Linked DNA regions of Macaca mulatta: region 2 is linked to region 1. The links are chromatin contacts, called in public Hi-C maps. All regions are on one chromosome and are shown on one strand. The core of a region is the stretch at or near the end of the contact, and the rest is flanking DNA. Distances in the headings are between cores, read along the strand shown. Region 1 holds the start of ACSS1 (acyl-CoA synthetase short chain family member 1). Region 2 holds the start of APMAP (adipocyte plasma membrane associated protein).

Evidence for each region. Hi-C and Micro-C count contacts between places; a contact is called where the count stands out from the background.
Region 2: a contact with region 1 is called in a Hi-C map of blood, with 4 times the contacts expected there. The contact joins the promoter of APMAP here to the promoter of ACSS1 in region 1. A contact is called at or near these places in 10 of 14 Hi-C or Micro-C datasets (CD4 T cells, blood, cortical neurons and 5 more).

Annotation. Positions count from the first base shown.
Region 1 is chr10:59,085,872-59,092,464 of T2T-MMU8v2.0, reverse strand. ACSS1 (acyl-CoA synthetase short chain family member 1) reads right to left here and starts at 1,678. Exons shown (of 14, transcript XM_015149622.3): 1 at 1,311-1,678. The coding sequence starts at 1,641.
Region 2 is chr10:59,161,570-59,168,158 of T2T-MMU8v2.0, reverse strand. APMAP (adipocyte plasma membrane associated protein) reads right to left here and starts at 3,082. Exons shown (of 9, transcript NM_001266050.1): 1 at 2,923-3,082. The coding sequence starts at 3,017.

The sequences.
Region 1 (6,593 bases), core at 429-2,928:
ATATACAATATCGGGGGGAGGTCCAAAGTTCCTTTCAATTTCTTTGAAAACTAACTACAAGACACTACCAAGACACTACCTACTATGGCTATATCTGCAGTTAAACTAAAATCGCTACTGCCTGTGGGTCACCAGTAAGAGCTGGGTCTGCTGCATACCTTGCAGCACTCAGCCTAACCTCTGAGCATAACTGCCCCCCTCCTCACAATGTGGACACTGAGGGCTAGGGGGGCAGAACAACAGGGATAACTGAGGGAGGAGCTGGAGAAAATGGGGCCCTGGTGACCCTGCCATAAAGACCCTCAAGTCCTTTCTCAAACACTCCCAAATCCAGCAAGCTGGTTATGGCCACTCTTCTGGCCTGCATCCCTCTGATCAACACCGTGTCTGCCAGGCCCTCCCTGCAGGCCCCACACCCAGGCCCACCCTGCATCCAGGGCCCACCCTGCACTTGGCACCCACCCTGCGTGGCCAGCCCTGCCTGCAGTTCAGGGCTTCCCCCTCGCTGCCCAGTCAGCGCCTTAGGTGGGGGCGAGGGTGCAGTGTACGACCCCCAGCCCCAAATCTTAGCAGAGCAGCAGAGGCCTCTGCTCAGCAAGTTTCAGACCACTGACCACCGGGAACCTCAGACCCCGCGGGTCCAAAGCAGGCCTTGGGTCGCTGGGGTGCAGTTCTCTGAGGCCGAGAACGAGAACCCGGAGGCCGCTGTTACTTCCTTCCCGCCCACAGGCCCCAGGCCCGCAGCGAGGAAATAACTGGTTCCAGCTGCCACGCCGGGTTTCCTCCTCCCCAGGTCGCCCGCCACAGCTCTGTTTGTTTATGTGGGCAGGGCTTGTCCTCAGGCTGATCCCCGGGCACCGCAGCCCCCAGTGACAACCGCCACCGCTTTGTTTTTCCGTCCACCCCGGTATAGCAACGGGAAAGTCCCGACTCCAGGGCGCTCGGGTGTAGCCCGCGGCTCCCCGCCGGCTCTGGCTCCGCGGCGCTATGCACTCGGTAACGCAACTCTGGAGTCAGCAGAGCGAGGAGCCGCGCCGAGCAAGGCCAGCAGCGGGGCGTCCCAAGCGGCCACCGGGTCCCCGCGGGCACCGGCCCGAGCTGGGCACGTGGATCTGGGGCCGGATGGGATGAGGGACGGGGTGACGTGGAGCCACTGCTTAGAGCTGGCGGGACGGACGGAATACCGGAGGAGGGGCCCCTGCAGGGGTGCGATCCGCGCAGCCGGGGGACGGCTGCCGCAGGCGAGAGGCTCCGAGTTCCCTCTGGACGCAAGAGTTGGGGGCGACCTGGGTCTCCCGAAGCTCACTCACCAGAGACGTTTAACTGGCCTCCCAGGAACCAGCCGATCTTGCCAGTGCTGAAGTCGCAGTCCCAGACGGTGTGGTAGGGGGTGTCCCACAGTAGAGTGTCCCGCGCCAGAGGCCCCCAGAAGGCGGCCGGCTCCCGGGCTGCCTGTGCACTCAGCGCGGGGTACGAGCCGGGCTGTGAGGCTGCGGCAACTGCGGGGGCGCTGCCCGAGGGTCCCGAGGCCGCCCTGCGCGGCGCGCTCACCCGACACAGCGGCCGCGCGGGCTGCCCCGAGAGCCCTCGCAGGCTGCCCAGCAGCCTCCCGACGCCGCGGCCCAGGCTGCGCGCCGCCATCTAGCCGGACTACCTGAGTTCTCTGTGCTTCCAGAGTGGGTGCCTCACGCCCGGGGCGCCCCTTGGAGTCTCCGCGGGCCCCGCCCCTGCTCCGCCCTTCGGCCACCATCCATTCCTCCAGGGCCCCTTCCCAGAGCCCGCCCGGGTCCCACCCCTTCTGCTGCCCGGGAGAGGGGGGGACGCTTAGGAAGAGGGGAGCAGCGTGGGGAAGGGGTGCAGAGGAGCGCGGGGCGGAGCCCAGGCTCCCAGGCCCTGGCCCAGGCGCTGTGCTCCCGCGGGTCTGCAGTCCCCCCCCGACGTTCCTCGCGTCGGCCTGTTTTGGTTTCAGTTTGCGCGCTCTCCTGCAAGCCCCGACAGCTTCTTCGAGCTGCCAGAGGCACGTGCGGCCCAGGACTAGGGGGCCCTCTGGGATGGGAAGGAGGCGGGAGGGAGCCGGTACCAACGTTAAGAGGGCTGGTGCACCCAAGCGCACTGTTGGGTCCCAAGACGATAGGTCGGTCAGTTCCGCATCTCAGAGGCTGAAGTAAGGTTTTCATGCCTTTGTGCGCCCTTGAGAGTGAACCCCTCCCCTGGCTTCTCAGCGGAATGCGAAGGAGGTTGGCGGGGAGCCCAGAAGCCGGGAGGCTGCGCAGGCCTGAGTCCGTGGTCTGGGGTCCCATGCTCCAGCCCCCCAGCTGCTGGCCTCCGTCCTGGCGGGGGTCACGTTCTGCTGGGGGTCGGTGGTGGGTGATATGGGGCGATGAGGACTTTATCCAGTTGCTCCAGCATCTGTGGCCTGAGTTCAAATTCTGTGACCTTGAGCAAGTTCCGTAACTTGTCGGTGCCTCGTTTTCCTTTTGGGGGAAACGGAAGTAATGCCTCCCTGGGGGACAGGGACGGCGGGGGTGGAGAGCTGCAGTAAGGAATACATCAGACAATGTCTGTCAAGCGTCTACCCTTGCGTGGCCCCATAGTAAGCTCAGTAGTGGGGGTGATGTTTTTGCAGCTGTGGAGCCAGGAAGGACAGAAGGAAACGTATAAAACTGGTCTCCACCGAGTTCTTAAATATTTCGACACCCAAGAAGTAAATTCATAACAAAGGGGTAAACATAGGGGAAGAGAGGTTTTGGAAAACTGGTTTCTTGAGTTCTTTCTGATGTTAAAGTTTCTTTCCCTTGAGCTGTAGGGCTTGCAGAGGGGAGGAGCCTGCCATTAGAGGAGCCTCTGCGTGGGCCAGCCACCAGCCCCTGCTGGGGAATGCTGCTGTCTGCCAGAGAAGACAGGAATGTACCTAAGGGCTGGAGAATCAGTGACATCTACTAGCATAACACATGCCCTGCACAATGCTCGCACTTGACCTGCATTTTCTCCTTTGTTTATTTATTTATGATACTTTTTTAGAGATAGGGTCTGTAGCCCAGGCTGGAGTGCAGTGGTTCCCATCATAGCTTACTACAGCCTGGAACTCCTGAGCTCAAGCGATCCTCCTGACTCAGCCTCCTGAGTATATGGAACTACAAGCGTGTGCCACGACACCCGGCTAGTCTACTTAATTTAAAACTTATCTAGTGCTGTCCACCCCCCACCGACTGTCAAACTCCAGGTGGAACAAATGAGGAAACTGAACCCAAACAAATAAAAGGGCTTACTAAAGAGCATTCGACTGGCTAAGGGAAGAGCAAGACTAATACCCAGTGCCCCCAGTGGGGAGCTCTTTGGCCTAAGTTCCCATTTGAATAGAATATTAAAGACACCCAGTATAGGGCACTGAGAGGCAGACGTCAGTGAGTAGTAAAATTGTAAATTGAGAAAGCTCTTAACTGTAGCAGGTGGTCACATAGATGGCTACCAACTCTTCCTTCCCATACCTGCATGTGATGGCGCGCTGCTCTGTCCAGAGGAGGACCCTGGCTGGCTGTATTGCTTTGGCCAGTACAACCTGGTGGGAGGGATGCTCTGACAGTTCCACCTGGAGGCCCTGAGAGACCCTGCAGCCCCAGCTTGTCCTCCCATGGAACCCAGCTGCGAGCTGTGAGGAAGCAGGGCTGGCCTTCCAGAGGAAGGGGCCAAGGGAGAGAATAAAGCTGCCCCATGCACAGCCAGGACCAAATCCCAGACAGGAACGAGGCCAGTGTGGAGGCTCCCGCCCCAGCCAAGGCAGCCTCATGAGTCACCCCAGATAACGCCCGGGATGCAAAGGAACCTCCCAGTCCACTTACAGAATTGTAGAAGGAATACATTGTTGTTTTAAGCCACTAAACTTTGGGGTGGTTTGTAACTCAGTAGTAGGTAACTGATACAACAATTGAAGCTGAAAAATGCATGGATCTTTCACTCACTGACTTCTGCCTCTCAGTGCCCTGTACTGGGTGCCTTTCCTCTCTCTGCCCTCCAAGTGTTGAAGTGCCCAGGCGCTCAGCCCTCAAATCCCCCTTTCTCCCCTGCCCCCTAGGAAACAGCAACCAGCTCTCTAATCTCTGACTTTCATATTGACACCTCCCGCCTGGACCTTTCCTCCACATCTCAGTCCTGTATTCAAATGTCTCATTCACATCTGAAACATACCAAGTCCTGGGATTCTTCCCCCCAACACGGATCTTCTGTGTCAGTGAATGGAAATGGCATTTTCCTGCTGTTTGGGCTCATACCCTTTTCATCCTAGATTCCTCCCCCTCACACTCCACGTGCAGCCTGTCAGCAAATCCTGTGGCTCACCTTCAGAACACCTGCAGCACTAACCTCTTCCCCCATCACCATCCTCTCCTGCCACCATCCCAACCACACCCATCTCTTCTTAGGATTATTCAGTAGGCTTCAAATTGCTTTCACCCTTGCCCCTGACAGCCTAACCAGCAGCAGTGCAATTCCTTTTAAACAAAAGTCAGAGGAACTTGCTCTGGAGCTTAGAGCAATCCAAGGGCTCCCCAGTCTCCTTAAAACAAAGGCCACATCATTCCCTGGCCCACAGGCTATAGCCTTACTAGTCAATGTGTGGTCCATGGGCCAGCAGCATCACTTGGACACTGCAGAAATGCAGAATGCCAGGCTCCATCTCAGACCTGCTGCTTCAGAATCTGCATCTTAAGCCCCCAGGGGAGCTGCATGTGCATTCAAGTTAGAGAAGCGCTGCCCTCCCTGAGCCAGCGTCCCCTCTTCCTCTGCTCTCCCTCACTCATTGGGGCTCCAGCACATTGGCCTCCTCCTGTCCTTCCCATCACCAGGCAGGCTTCCACCTCATGACCGCCACACGCTGTCCCTTCTGCCTGGAATGCTCCACCCAGATGTCCACAGAGACTCCCCCTCACCTCCTTCAGGTGTCTTCAAACATCCATTCCATCCAAGAGCCCTTCCTTCCCTGTCACCTACATAAAGTTGTATCTCTGCCCTCATTCCCTAGTCCTAACCCCTGACTTGATTTTTCTCCATGGCTCTTACTTATTAGCTCTGTGTTTATCTTCCCAGTCCTCCTACCAGGAGGGAGCTCTGTGAGAGAAGGGACACCAGCTACGCTGCTTGTGACTGGGCCCAGCACCGACAGCCACCCCGTGGCGAGTGCACGGCGATGGCTCCTTCTTCCCACTACCTTCATTTCTACGGTCTTCTACAACTGCAATGAAAAAAAGTACATACAACTAACTCTGTTTTAAAATAAATACTACCTCATTCTTTCTGGTTGGATAAGAAGAAGTGATCATTTCAGAACCAAACATGTCAGAACCAACCAGGTGGTGCAGAACTGCACTTCTTGCTGCCCGAGTTACCTAGAGGTGGCCTTGAGACCTTCCTTCTGAGTGTCACAGCCCAGGCCAAGGTCGTCCCCATTGCTTCCCTCCTGGCAGCCAGTCATCAACTCTTGCAGAACAAGCACAAGGTTGAACTCCACCCCACTGCACCCGCTCCTGGCCCTGCATCCCGGAGGGCCCTCAGAGGTGTTGAGAGGGCAGCAGGCTATAAGGGCAGCGCTGGTCACATATTCTCCCCAAGAAGCCCGTGGCCTCAACTTCAGGAGAGCTCACCTTGGAACACCGGATGCTGTCAGGCAGGGGCTGCAGACACACGAAGGGCTTGGGAGGTAGGGTCTTGGGAATCTGGGCTTCGCTTCTGTCTCGGGACTGATGTTTAGGCCAGAAATGCCAGCACAGCTGTGACTACTGACCCTACGACCCGCAGCAGTGAATGCTCTTGCCCTCACTGTACATGTGTGAAAATGAGCAGGAGGACAGAAGCTCACTCGAGACCACCAGCTAGTAGGTAGCAGAGCCATAGCCTCCAGAGCATCTTAACTTAACAGCTTTAGGAGTAGAGCCCACCAACACCACCTTCGCCATTTGCCTTCATAGCTCCTGCCATGCCTATTACTCCAGAGTCGCAGTGCTCGGGTGCTCAAGAAACAGTCTTGGCTGATAACGGATCCCCACCCACTCCCTGTGCACTCTGTGGTCTCCAAAGAGCTGGTAAAGCCCTCCCTTCCTCTTCTTTCCTCCATCTCTCCCTCTTCCTGTTCTCTTCATTTGTCTCTGTGACCCCACACACACACCTCTTTCCAATGACACTCAGAAGAAACTGTGAACTTCTCCCACGTGCACCACCAAGAGCTGAGGGCTGTCAGCTGGACAAGGATGGTCCAGTTATGGTCCCTGCAAGCAAGCAGGTCACAATTCAAATTGGGGAGGAACAGACACTGTTCAAATAGCTGAAATGCAGAGTAAAACCAAAACACAGAATTTAGAAGAGCGTGACAGAGCTCAGAGCAAGTACAGGACCCACATGCTGGGAGTCTGGTATTGGCTTTGTCACCAGTACACTGAGTTCTTTCTCAACTCTGCATCGGCTACAAAGAACGATCACCAGATTGGGGAAAGGGCAAGCAGGTTTTATTCCCAGCCAGGCATGGAGAAGGAGAGAGCGCTTGCTCTAAAGACAGCTTCTTCCAGAGCAGTGCGAAGCTGGGGAATGTTACAGGGTTAGATGTG
Region 2 (6,589 bases), core at 1,833-4,332, 74 kb before region 1:
AGTGACAGCATCTTGAATTTGTTCATTTTTCACAATCCTTTAAACGGGGGCTCCTAGATTCATCACTTTATCCTTGAAAAAAAATTAAGAAATCAAGAAACAAGTTTAAAAAGCTATCTGAAAATACACACCTGGGGCAAAGCTGAGACAAACACTCCAGCTGCCTGACTCCTCATGAACTCCTGAATGCCCCATCTGTTTCTCCATACTTCCTCCCTTACTCTTCAGTCTTCAAGAGGAAAAAGGAAAATGGACCTAGCAGAGACTTTTAATTAGACTAAAATCCTTCAGTTTATTGTAAAAGCAGAATTATATGGAATTTAGTGTACTGAAATATATTAAATCCTCAATGTATTTATTCTGCATCCCTAAACAGTCATATACGGACATTAAACAGTTCTCTTCCTAGATAGAACTGTGTTCCAAAGAGAAAGGAACAGTTCCACAGAATACAATTAAGTTTCTAAAGCATTTTGGGAAATCAATGTCAAATAATAATTATAAGCTTGCACTGGTATGTTAAAGTGCTTAGCTCATCTATGTTCCACACTGAATAAAAGAATTTACCAATCAAATTCTCCATTATATCTTAAACACAGTAATTCAAGAGCTTTGGCATAAAATCTTATTTCCAAAGCATAATTTAAAAAATACACTTCTCAATCATTGTCCAGCTGCCGGTTCTATCCTTCTTCATTCATTTCTCTTTTGACTCTATTCTCTGTAATTTCATATAAATTAACTCGCACACACAGACCTCAATGATCTCATCGGCAAAACAAAGCAAACACCACTTTTCACGCCAAGAGTTGGGAGACCAGCCAACATATTGCTAGGGGTCCCTACCACTGCTAAAATCTATGTCTTAGTTCTGTCAGTTTAGTAACATGTCTTTCAAAGCTTCCTTTATTCTATTTAGCACATCTAAAGTGCTAAAGTTTATTCTAACAGTTTCGTATTTTTATTTCTGAATTTAGATTCCTTTACTTCACCCACTATACACAGGCTTCCCTGGCTTATGTTGAACCCTTGAGTTTTAAGGTAATCAAGAATACTATTACATGAACTACTAGAAATGACCACAAAAGAAATGAAAAATATAGGAGAGCTGCAGAAGAAAAATAAGAAAAACAGCTACATATTACAATAATAACCGCAGAAAGGAAGGGTGGTGACAAGACCTCACTTTGAAAGAGATCATTACAAATATACAGAAAAGGGATAAACAAACAAGGACAAACACAGGGAAACAGGAACAATGTTCATGGACAGGGAAGTCAAGGAAATAACATAAATGTAAAAGGCACACTGGAAAAGATCAAGCAGTAAAAGATGACTTTAGAATCAGATTTACTTAGTCATTATGAAAGAAATCCCCACAGAGAACCTGAAAAAAACAATTAAGTCTACTGCTCTGCCCTGGGGCCAGAGGTGTGAGCCAGCAGACTTGAGAGTTGGGACCACCTAACCAGTGCTCTCAGGGGCTGTATGCCCTGGTTTTCAACGCACTGCACCTAATGACAAACTCAGGCCACTGCTCTTTCATTTCTCAGGTACAAATGGCTTGTCTTCAAGATTTCCGTAGGAAAGTGTTGCCAATTCTTGCATGTCCATTCTAAATGGCTCCTCAACCATCAACAGATGATTAATTCACAGTAAGTAGGGTGACCAAATTGTCCCAGTTTGCCCAGGTTTAGCACTTAAAGTTCTACATCCTTGGAAACCCCAGTCCAGGGCAACCCAGGATGGTTGGTCAGGATATATGGGAGCATCTTCCCGATCTTTTCACTGGCCCAAGGTCAACTATCACCGCAAAGTCTTCTCTCTAAATTGCTTCTCTAGAGCCTAAATGCTCCTCCCTGCCATCGTTCTCCTTTAAATGTGTTCCTCTCATCATCAGTCAATAAACTCAGTCTACAGGGGCAAAAACTGCCTCTCATTCATATGTACCCCACCACCTCTCGGCACATTACTGAACAAATATTTCCAGTACTTCTATCAAATATAAGTCAATCTGTTCCACAGCTTCAAGCTTGGTCTGTGGGGCCTCTTGATTCTCCCTGAAACTTAAAAGTTATGAAATTCAGGACACATAATTGAAAAGCGAATTTCAAGTATCTTACATTGAAATCTATATTTGCGGATCATGATTCAGTTTTTAGCTAACAAAACATAGCATTCTTATATTCTAGAAGATGGCAGAGGAGGCTAAAGGACAAAACCTGGTATTTCTGAGGTGTCAACAACTACAGTTTCCTATGTTTCTCCATCCCTATCGGGAAAAACTGCAAGGCTGAATTCTCACAAAAATTGCCTACAATGTCACTTCTGTTCTCCACTCTTTCCAAGAACCGCGGTGAGGACTGGTCACACAGCGTGAAGGGGGCAGGTGCAGAAGAGCAAGTGTAGAAGCCATCTCTTCGCCGGATAACGAGGCAGGACCCCAGCATCTCGTGGGACCTCCTCCCTTCGAGAAAGTGCGAGCGGGGGACCAGGAGGACGCAAGACACTGGCCAGGTAGCTGTGCCCCAGGGGGATCAGATGAGCCAAAGGAATGACAGCGCGAGGGGAGCGAGGGAAAGGCGAGGAAGCAACCGCGCTGCAGGGTGGGGCAGGAGTGAGGGGAGGGAAGGCGCAGGAGCAGCGCGAGACGGTCTAGGGTCCCGGAGAGCCGAGGATAACGCCGCGACTGGGCGCTGGGTGCACCCGAACCTCAAAGACCTGGCAGGTACATCCGCCTTGTCGGAGTCTGCTTCCTCCTCGGAAAAATGAGTTTTTCTTGGGGATGAAACGAGAGGGCTCGGACAAGGCGCTCTGCACCACATCCCCAGGTTACTGTTACTGCCGTCGCCGCTGTCCAGGAGGATCACCCTCTACTCCTCGCGGCCCGGCTTCAGCGCCCGGTCTGCGAGTCCGGCCTACCTGCCGTCCTTAGCCTCCGGGGCCTGGCCATCATCGTCCGTGACGACCTGCGGCCGCAGAGGCCGGCGCTGTCGCAGCCCGTCCGCCTCGCTCATGGTAAGAGCGCCAGCCTGCCCAGCAACCACCACCCCGCAGTGAGCAGCAACGGCTCACGCTGCAGGCCCGCCCTCCCTGGCGCGCGGAAATGACGTTGAGCCCAGGGACCAATCCGCAGCGTTGTCCCGCCCCTTCCGGCCTCATGGGCGGGCGGTCTTCAGCGCGTCGCTCTTCGGCGCTCGGAGGCGAATTTTGAGCGCCCGGGAGCGGCGCTCGGAAACCGCTCAAAGCGAGCACCGGGAGCTCCTGAGGTCCCCGCCCGTCTCGGACTCCGGAGCCCAGAACACGAGTGGTTCCACCTTGGGCTCGCCTAGCTCAGTCCCTGCGCATGCCGCCTTCGTCTTACGTTTCTGAGGACGGGAATGCTCATGACGCACTTGGGAATTGCTGGCCCGAGATGTTGGCCACTTTTATCGTTAGAGAGGATGGCGCTGTTTATGAAATGTCAGCGACCCTGCTCTTACGGGCAGCGTCAAAAATAATGCATTCACACCCTTGGAACGAAGTCACCTCTGCCTGAAAATTACGTCCTTCCCCGACTCATCCGGTTAAGGGGAAAACGGGCTAGAAAATGTTTCCCTCTGGTTAAGGCCAGATGTTGAGTATTAAATCTTTTTGTGACCGTTACAACAGACATTTGATAAAGTTTATTAAGTTTTGATAAAGTGTATTAAGGGTTACCCTTAAGCAAAGGCCAGGTAGAAGTAGAAATTATCACTAACAAAGTTTAAGAAAGCATAGAGTGGCATCGTTCTTTCAACAGTATTGCAGTGAACCAGAAATGTTCCCAGGTGCTGGGAGATGATGGTGGGCAAATCACAGACAAGGCAATTAAGCTTATGGAAATTAAGCTAGTGGGAAAGATGACTTCAATCAGACCATCGTCATAAAATAGACATGTAAAATTATCAAACGTAATAATTGCTTGAAAGGGGAAGAATTGGATCTTGTGAGAGCCTTTGACAGGCAAAGGGATTGAAAGAGAAATCGAATCTGGAGGAAGTGACAGGGAGGATTTCCAGGCAGAAGAAATCAAAGCCTGTTACCAGTGGCACGAGGAATCATGTCTGGAAAAGCCACGTTCAAAATGCAGTGTTACTAACAGAAATAATTTCCTCTTGGAGGCATTCCTGATAGAAACATGCCATTACCTTTTTAAGTGCTAGATGGCACTAGAATTCCATGTGAATGTTTTTTATTTATTCATTCAAAGAGCTGAAGAACCAGCCTGAGGGAAGTGGAGAGCTGTGCAAATCCAGTTCTCCAGAGATCCCAGGTAATAATTCAAGTCTCGGCAACATTTTACTTCATTCTGTGTCATTGAGAATAGCCAGTACAGCCATTAAATCAGGGATAGTGTTAACAAAGTGCTGTATGGTCTGACACCTTCTTGCCTGTCTGGACTGTCCCTCTTGCTCTGCAACCCCCATTTCAGACACTCAGGATGACTTACCATGTCTAATCTCATGCCTGGCTGTCTTTGTCCTTGAGGTTCCTTCTTGCTGTGATACACTCTTCTTCACTTCCACTTGGCCAATTATTTTTATCATTCAGGACCCACTTCAAGTATCCTTGCTGAAAATTCTTCTCCCGGTTTCCCAAGCAGAACATCTTCCTCTTTGTCTTCAAGGCACTTTAAACACGCTCCAGCCGTAACATTTGAACCCATTGCATTGGAGCTATTTGTGTTCCATGCCCAGTGTTACAGCCCATGCACTGCAAACACCCAGGGACACATTCATAAGAAAAATAATGGCAGTAGGTTGGGTTTACTGAACTTGCTGCAGCAAAGAAATGCACCAGAGGACCTGTGAGGCTCCTCAAAATGGGGGAGTCATGGGAGAGTCCTTGTGGGGTTTAGGGGCTGGAGTTAGTCCATAGATAGTCTTGCTGGGGATTGGTCAGAATCCGTTAACAAGGGGAGTCACTGGAGGAACCAGCGACCTTATCTCTGGGATATGTAAGTCCATTCGGAGTTACCAGGAGGTCAGCTCATGGGCATATCATGAAGCACGTAGGTAGTTGGTGTTACAGTGGTCTGAGCTAGATCATTTGTGCTGCATAGCACAGGTTCAGTACAGTTTTTCTGTTTTCAAGTGATGGTGAAGCCTGCTTTGATTGTTGTATTTGTTTCAGTTCTCAGTTCTCCCACCCCACCTTCCAACCCAGCTGCCAACCAGACCGACTTTCTCATCGTACTGAAGCCAGTTATTGGAGTGGGACCACCATGATTAATTTAATCAGGTTTCTCAGCGCCACTGATATTTTGGGCTAGATAATTCTTTGTTAGGAGGTGGAGGGCGGCCTCTCCTCTGCGCTGGTGTTTCAGCAGCATCCCTGGGCTCCCCCCACTAGATGGCAGTAATATCCCACCTAGTCGTGATGATAAAAGATGTTGCCAGACATTGACTGATACCCCCTGGAGGACAAAACAGCCCTTGGTTGAGAAGCACTGGGTTAGACCAACCAGAACCCACACCCAACCCTGGCATTGGGGATGAGGCTCACTTCCATTGGAACACTGGCCCACGTGGAGGGCATTTATCTCAACAAAAGCAGGCTCTGCCCGCATGGAAGAAGAAGCGCATGATGCTGGCAGGGAGCCCACAGTGTGCCTGGCAGTTCAAACAAGAAGCAAATCCTACTTCTAGTCCAGTGCTTTTTCCCAGTCCCATACTGTTTCAACTCCTTCCACAGAGATCTCCTGAAAGGCTGCCAGGTGCCAAGTGTGGTGACAAAACAAGGGTGAAATACAGTGAGCCGGCCTGCACAGGCGTTATCATCTAGGAGGGGAGAGAGGAAGTGTAACGAAGACCACTATAAAGCACTGCTGCAGAAGAGCCACCGCATGCCTTGGGCTGCGAGGAGGAACAAGTGCCATTAGATGGGACTGACCAGAGATGGCTTCTTGGAGGAAGGGGATTTGCACCAGGATTTAGATTAATAAGATTATAATTGGGGGATTAGGGTGATAGAGAAGAACAAGAAACAGGCTAAGAGGGAAGAATGTGGTGCCCAGGGATTGTTAAACAAGGGGGCGATGATCCGGGATGGACATCAGGGTTACTGAGTGATCAAGAAAGAATAGCCACAAATATATACACCTGTTATGTACCCACGAAAACAGAAAATAAAAATAAATTTTTTAACAAAGAAAGAATAGTCTGAAAAGGGCAAAGCAGGGTGGGAAGTAGCTGATCCCCTTCTTGCCCATAAGTCCAAGAGAGCACAGAAGACACTGCCAACTCGGAAAAGGGTTGCAAGGGAAGTTGTTCTGTCATGGTGGGAAGCTCTGGTTTTAATTCAGGTGGGACAGTGGAGACAGTAAAGTTAGGCAATGTGGACTAGTTTGTTCACCGCAGGAAAAGCACCTTAGAGATCATGCAGCTACAGGAAACAGACATCCGCCAAAACTGGCAGAGGATGAGGGAGGGATACATTGGAAGGATTTGGGGATACCTTATGGAACTCAGACTCAGAAAGTACAGCCAGGCCTCACAGGGACTGGAACAAAGACCTGGCAACACAGGGGCAGAGTCACCCTCTGCCTCCTGGTGCCTCACACTGTCCT